2 separate regions of the Pan troglodytes genome follow, and region 2 is linked to region 1. The links are chromatin contacts, called in public Hi-C maps. All regions are on one chromosome and are shown on one strand. The core of a region is the stretch at or near the end of the contact, and the rest is flanking DNA. Distances in the headings are between cores, read along the strand shown. Region 1 holds the start of EPHA7 (EPH receptor A7). Region 2 has its middle 650 kb from the start of EPHA7.

Region 1 (3,736 bases), core at 781-3,280:
CAGATGTGGAAAGTGGGGTCAGAAGGTCAGGCTGAAAGTAGGACTAGAATGTGGCGCCGGGTTGGAGGGGGGCTTGAGCGAACTAAGAGGAGTGCACGATAAGAATAAAGAAAAGGTGCACTAAGTTTTCAGAAATAGATGAATCAAGGACCTATATGTAAGTCCCCTCAACACCCCGCCCGATAACCACCATGACCTAAATTTCATAACAGATTCCTCTCCCTCTACACATCAGGAATAAGCAATTATTTCTCTTCTGCTTTTAACAGATCAAAAAATGAAACTTAGATACACAGCCTGAAAGACCAGGGGGGCGACGGGATGAGGGGGGTTGGGGATGGGATTGTGACACTGCTCAAAAGCAAGAGACTTCCATTGACAGGGTTTATTTTTCCCCAGCTCCAACTACAGGCACCGAAAGGTATTTTACCTTCTGTCAAAGGTTCAAAGAAGGAAAACATAACCATATACAGGCGTACCTGTAACAGCTTGCCAAATAAAACCTGCCTTCTCCTACCAGAACCAACCCTCAGGGTTCAGGTCTTTAGCAAGGATTGGGCACTCGGATTCCTCAATTGCTGCACTATGGGGCAAATAATTGGGGACTTTGAGTCGCCCAGGCGGCATCTCCTTACAAATTGCACAGCTCCAGCCCGCCCCCTGCCTCCACGGCCCGGCCAAGCCCGCTGGGCTGCCGCTGCCCCCATGACCGCTGGGCCCGACGCGCAGCGCGCGCTGAATGGAGACATCCCCGGCCCTCGGGTCGCGCGCCGCACGCCGCGCTTCACCTCCGCGGCGTTATTGTTCCGTGCTGGCGGCCGAGCGCCAACCTCAGGACCGCGCCGCCGCCTCCGACGCAGTGAGCACTTCATTAGTAACCCGAGCTTTCCGAGCTCATCGAAGTCTCGGTCCCTCTGGGAAGGCTCCGGGCTCCCGCCACTCGCCGGCGGGCTGGCGGAGACGGTAGGGGCTGCATTTCCCAGTCTCCAACCCAACTCTGGCCGCAGCTCCCACAGAAGGCGAATAAGGAGAGAAGGAAGACCGAGCTAGAGAGAGATGTGACCCGCCTGAGGTACTAAGAAATAAGCTCGCCGGCAGTTCCTCCAACCCCACCCTACCCCCGTTGCTGCTCACGCCCTCCAGACTGCCCGCGCCAGAAATCCCGCACCCGTCGGATGGACGGCTCCGGGCACAGGGCTGTAGGCGGCTAGGAACAGCCCTGGCTCGCGCTCGCTGGTCCGCCAGGAGCGGCCTCAGCGGTGAGGGGGCGGGGAGCCGGCGGGGGAGGGTCGCCCGGCGCCGGAGGCGCGGCCGGCAGCGCCGCGGACGAGCTGGCTTGTGCAGGTAGACATCTAAATAAATAAGTCAGAACAAACTTTGCTTTCCCATCACCTTACCTTCCTTCGCAGCCTGCGCCTCCCCTGTGTGTGCAAAGCGGAGCAGCCAGATGTAGCATAAAATAATCCATGAAGGGTACCGAGTTTGAAAAACCATGGTGCATGAGCAGGTTTTATTTTAGGTTTCAGTTATCTTGAGTCGTGGATTTTTAAATGCTGTTTGTTCCGAAGTAGCTTTTGTTTTATTGTGCTCCTTGCATCGATTCCCCTTCTCGGTCCCCGATCGGCTGCTCCACGTTTAGCTTTTTTTAATTTCCCCCCCACTCCTGTTCGCTCGCACCGTGTTTGCTGCCTGCAAGTCTCCGACTGCAGACCGGCCGCTTGCTCCACACTCCAATAATATCAATTAGGGGGGGAGGGGGCGGGGCTCCGAGTCGAGAGCCTCCGCCACTCGGGCTGAGTGGCAGGCACAGCCGGCCTGCCAGGAGGCGATTCCCAGGGCCAAGGGGCGGGTCCCGGCGAAATGGCCGCCCCGGCCTCGGGGGCGGGGTCCGAGGCAGGAGCCAATCGGTGCCGAGCGGAGTCAGGTTGCTGGTCCAGGATTCCCTCCAGGTTCTGAGCTCGCGCTGGATGTTCAGAGGAGAACGAGGATGGCAGCCGAGGTGTGTGCTGCTTTGGACGCTCTGCTTTTAGCAACCGCAGCTTTCGCGTAGCAGAATAAATCTGAGAATCACGCTCCCAACTTACACTCTTTTCTATAGCTGTACTCCGCGCGATCTTTTAGAAACCAGAGGCGAAGCAAGCCTTCTCTCAGCTACCAAGCACGGAGCCCGGACAGTGAAATGAGCTGTGCCTTTAAGTAAAGTGTGTTTTACTTTTTTGTTGTTAGAACCTCCGCGGGCAGGGTAACTTTGTTTTTTGCCTTTTTGAAAAGTTTCTACTTCTCTTTTTCTGTTACTCCAAGAGCCGTCAGTTTTAGGTACCACCCACCACAATCCCTGAAAGAATAAAGTAACCAAGTGTATTATGTTTAAACAATGTTTCCAAGAGTTTGCAACAAGCTCTGGCAAAAGAAACAGAGGAAAAGGGAGTGGGAAAGGAAGTCTTTTGTTTTAAGCGCCCCTTCTCCTCCGCCCTGTCTTTTCACCATAGTTTGTTGAGCGAAGTGAGACATTAGGAGAGAACCTTCTGATGGTTGCGTATCGTTTTTTTACGCGTTTATCATTTTCTAAGGTTTTCCTTGGATTGCCTCCACTTTGATAGTTTTCCATTTCGCTGCGTAAATTACACTTAATTTTAAAGAATGCCACTACGTATTAAATTCATAAAACAAGACCTTTCTCTTCGCAAGTATTTACCATTTTCAGGAATTATTCAATGCTTATCTTTCAAAGAGAAACTAAGAATAAAAAAAGTCATAACCAATATCTCCAGTTGAATTCATTCAACCCGAACGGCAAGGAAGGCTGCGTAGGGAAATCTGTTTTCCATTAGGCAGTTTCGGACACTTTGTATTCAAGAGGTAGGTAATAAGAGGAAGAACTTTAAAATTTTAATTGCCAAATCTTCAATTTCAAAGGTCACACAGAGTAACTTGATCACATATTTAAGATGAATTTCTTTTTTTGTCCTATAATTTCTTCCTTTAAAAATATTTCTCAGTCATTTATGATTTCCTTTTATTTCCGATAGATCCAAAGTTTGATCTCACATAAGGCTCCAAACTTTTTCCAACCTTTCTATCTGGAAATATAAAGTAAATTGAGTTGTTTCTGCTGTTTATAGTAGGGAGTTCTCTAAGATGACAACCCCCAGATATTTATTTGTATTTTATGTTAAATTGTCTCCTGTAGTTTTTATTTGCCTAATAAAATAACATGGAAGAGAGATATGAAATTTATTCTTTAAACCTCTTTGATTCTGTAGTTTCTGAAACATTTCTTAAATGTTACATATTCCTAGCCATTATGCCTATTTAATATTTTAGAAAGTGTATCAAAAAGCATCTTCAGTGTCCCTTAAAGGATGCATAGAAAATGTAAATACGTAATAGATTAACCTTAGAAAGAGACAAAAAAAAAATATGGGGAGAACACACTTGTTATAGAGGAGATGAAGCTTTATTTACACAAATAGATGATTTAAGGATGAAACTTGTAAACTAAAGCATAAGAGTTAAAAACATAAATCCCTGCACTTAGTCTTTAGAACTCACAGAACTACAAACTTACAAATATTAAACCACTTCTAATAGTTAAAACGAATTCTCCAGGATTTCAACACTTTCCCCAGGGTCTCATCCCCACTTCTTAAAATGACACCAAGGTGGCCTTTAAAGTTTAAAATATTCCTTTCATCTATTGAATGACTAATACTCAATGATGTGAATACAAATACTT
Region 2 (3,736 bases), core at 572-3,071, 650 kb after region 1:
ACAGATTTTACAAATGCTTTATGTATTCATTATACTAATCTGTTGTCACTCCATATTTCAAAATATCTTCTCCAAGTTTAAATGTTTTTACTTTTTCAATTGTCATTAGAAAATAAACTGAAGGCAGAACAAAGACTAGAAGCCATATCCTTTAACCTCTACTTCCTCTCTCGACTCAGCAGGTGAGAACTTTTGATTTTGAAACTTCAGCTTCTTTATTTGCACTTCTCAACAATTCTCATGTATCTTTTTTTTCTTTTTTTTTTTTTGCTTTCTGGTAATTAACTTTCATATCATAATAAAAATGTGTTTTGTATTATAACTATGTATGTCTTACGCAAATGCTAAAGTCAAATCATAAATTTCATATTGTTAGCATAACAACATATTGTTGGGAATACAGAAACCATTGTACAAAATACTTTGTAAACTTTGTACTATGCTTTTCTGAATGCTTATAGGTTTAAGATTATTCTATCACTGTATAATATGAAATGGCATAGTAGAGTGGTTACATAGTGAATATAACTAAAGCACTTTAAATATCTCTTTAAAAACTGTTCCTGGCACTCTTATTAACAGAAGTTATACATATCCTGGACCTCTTAGGCATATATATTTTTAAATAATTATAACACACAATTATTGAAGAACAAGAGAAAAAATAAAAAAAGAGGCGCTACGGGAGGAAATTATCATTCCAAGTCTGAAACATTGATAGCTGAAGTCATTTATATGCTTTCCTGAAGTCATCTCAGCTAGTCAATTTAGTGGGTAATAATTTCAGAAACATAGTGTTTTTTTCTTTTTTTCTGTCAAAGGTCCATTTAGATGAGATCAGGCACGTTCAGGGTGGTATAACCATAGACTTATTGAACTACACTCTTCATTTACCAGCCAGTTTTATAGAATTAACATAGAACTACTTAACAATTTTCATTCGCCACTGAATTAACAAAGTTCATTTACTCTCTAACCCTCTAACAAAAACATTTTATCATGTATTTTGCACCTAGAAGATTCCTAGTTTTCTTTGTAGTTAGACAGACATGACTCTATTACTCTGTGATTATAATAGTTTGGAAGTTATGTTTTCTAAAATATCTTAATAATAAGTTAAAACTGAGTTATTTTAAATGATTAGTTAATAAAATGAACAATGGATACAATATTCGAAGGAAATAAAATGCCACAATTCTTTGCATTATGCTGTGGTTAAATAAAACTAGAAAACTGATAGAATTATGTAGTAATATTTCCGCACATTCATACTTATTGAATAAAATTCTACTTCTGGGTTTTCTGTAGTTGCTTCTCAAAGAAACTGTAGTTGGAAGTGATTATGCAGAGCTATGGGCATAATACGTTCAGATTACTAACTGAAATCAGGAGTGAGAAATGAGATGTATACTACAATTACTCTGTACTGTACAGTCTGTCTAGACATGCTAGCAGAAAACTGCTGCTTAAACATATAATTATTAAGAAAGGCTCCCTTAATTTTTCAAGATATTTAGAAATTAATTGAAATTGATAAAGACAACAAGACATGGTAGCACTTTGAAGTGGAATTACCTAAATTAACAAGTTACATTTATGCTGAGATGGTCAGAATGGATGTGCAATTTTTACATGAAACATATATCAGCAATTATAGCTGTTTCTGTTCCATCACTGTTTAATTTTCTGTTCTCAGTCATGTATATTTATCCCTTGCCCAACACCTAAAAAATGCTAAGAATCCGGGAGGCTTTATGCAGACCTAGTTTTCTGAACACAAAACAGGAAACTATCTCAAATGCTCTTAGTTGATCCATCTTTGTGTTCCAAGCACAATGCCTCGAAAATCCACCTGCTGGAAGTCGGGTGGTGTATGCAAAGGGATGTCATGGTAATTTGAAAACTTTTGAATACAGAATAGAGGCTTTTCCTGCCTTCAAGCTCACCACACTGGTTTGTTTGGCTCATTACATGCCAAAACTTTTGATTGATGTGCTCATTTCAGTCACGGGTAATTTTAACTCATATATTAAGTAGCTGCTGCTTCCACTCCATTATAGTTCCTTGTATGGGGCAAATCAGAGCTCGGGTCTTGTCTGTATTGGGCTGACCTAGAGCCATAGTGTGCTTTTGTTTGGATTTAAGTAGGAGGCAAGCTAATATTTCAAAACTAGCAAACGTGTACAATCTCTGCTTCTCTTAATTGTAGGGATCCCTGTGGTAAAGAGCTTTTTATTGCTACCACATAGCTCTTTGGGAGTCCCAACGAAGCCAGAAATGTTGTTAAAGGCTTCCTAAAGACATAGAAATTCTTTTTAAATGTACGAGATTTAAGTGGATTAATACAATGTAACCAATTCTGGCAACATTTCCTCCCCTCTTATCTGTTTTTATTTGCGGAAGTCATTGTGTCTTAATAGTAATTTTTGGTTGTGTAACCCAGTATCTGCAGTACATTTGGGGACTGAGCACGCTTCAGTGCATTACCAGTTTACCATTCATTCTATACAGAATAGGACTTTAATAGGAATCACCACATAAATGGTAGCTAGTGATTTACATTTCTGTAAAATTTTAGGTTCAGTATTAATTTACATCAGTCTGCATAGAAAAATATAAGAATCATTTATTCATATCAGTAACCCTGTCTTTCTTTGAAACTCCTATCTATTCATTATAAATAGCAGAATTAAAATTAGACATTAGGCCAAACTAGTCAGTTAAACAAATAAACTTTAATTACAATTGACTTGTTTGATTTAAATTCAAATAACATTATTATTACCATTATGTTATTGTTATAGCACACAAATATGATTTATATTGAAACAAAGCCCTTTCCCCTAATAGAGCTTGAAGAATCTTTCTGGAAATAAATAAGATACACTAAAATGCTCATTTAAAAAATTTGGGTGTATCTCAGGGATGTGTAATCTGCTAAATATACCAATGATAACAGCAAACACTTTGTAAACTAAATAATCCAGGTTACAATCAACAAATACCTAATATGTGTACAAGAAAAACTAGTTTGAAAAAGGCAAAAATGGTTTATATTTTATAAATTGCTCAGAGGAAAGAAACAAATTAGGCTAGAAGCAGTAATTCAGAGGTATATAAGAAGCCTCTTTAAATATTTTGGGGGTCAGTAATTGGTACAAGTGTACATGTCAAGCTAAGCAACGTTCAAATCCTCTTCTCATTGAATCAAATAAAATGAAATTGCCCATGGAAATAAGGGTTGTAAACTTTGTATTATTTTGCTGTTGTATTGTATTATTTTAACTCATGGGATACTTAAGTCAGAGTTGCACAATCCAAGATACTGGAGACTTGGGAATGATCTAGTTTTAGATGCCAGTCTGGACAAACCAGACCAAATGAGCATTTTCTTCCTGGAAGTTGGATAAATACATCTTTATGTGTATTTAAGCTTGTGTTACTCAGGAAGGAACTAATTTAGATTTTAAAATAATTTATTTTTAAAATTTATCTGCAAATAAAAATTAGTCTGAAAAAGGGCTGAAAAACTAAGGACCATAAGCCCAATCCGGTAAGCTTCCTGTTTTTGTAAAGTTTTATTTGAACATATTCATGTACATATTATCTGTGGCTTCTTTTGTGCTATAAAGGCAGTGTTGAATGATTGAGACTGTATGGCTACCAAACCCTACACATTTACCATCAGGCCCTTGAAAAATAATGTCTACCAGCAGCTGATTTAGAATAAATATCT

The links. Hi-C and Micro-C count contacts between places; a contact is called where the count stands out from the background.
Region 2: a Hi-C map of induced pluripotent stem cells shows a contact between it and region 1, with 1.6 times the contacts expected there. The contact joins the enhancer-like site here to the promoter of EPHA7 in region 1. A contact is called at or near these places in 2 of 7 Hi-C or Micro-C datasets (induced pluripotent stem cells and stem cell-derived neural progenitor cells) and 1 of 1 datasets of contacts at active chromatin or transcription factors (stem cell-derived excitatory neurons).

What each region holds. Positions count from the first base shown.
Region 1 is chr5:105,437,128-105,440,863 of NHGRI_mPanTro3-v2.0_pri, forward strand. It overlaps EPHA7 (EPH receptor A7), which reads right to left and starts at 2,031. Exons shown (of 17, transcript XM_054686144.2): 1 at 1,398-2,031. The coding sequence starts at 1,494. All of the region lies in intron 1 of LOC134810341 (a long non-coding RNA gene), which reads left to right.
Region 2 is chr5:106,083,585-106,087,320 of NHGRI_mPanTro3-v2.0_pri, forward strand. No RefSeq gene overlaps it. Among named protein-coding and RNA genes, the nearest start is that of EPHA7, 650 kb to the left of the region's middle. Within about 2 kb of position 1,822, at least 2 of the 24 cell types and tissues checked have an H3K27ac peak or open chromatin away from gene starts, as enhancers often do. A contact at or near this core is called in induced pluripotent stem cells, where this site is marked.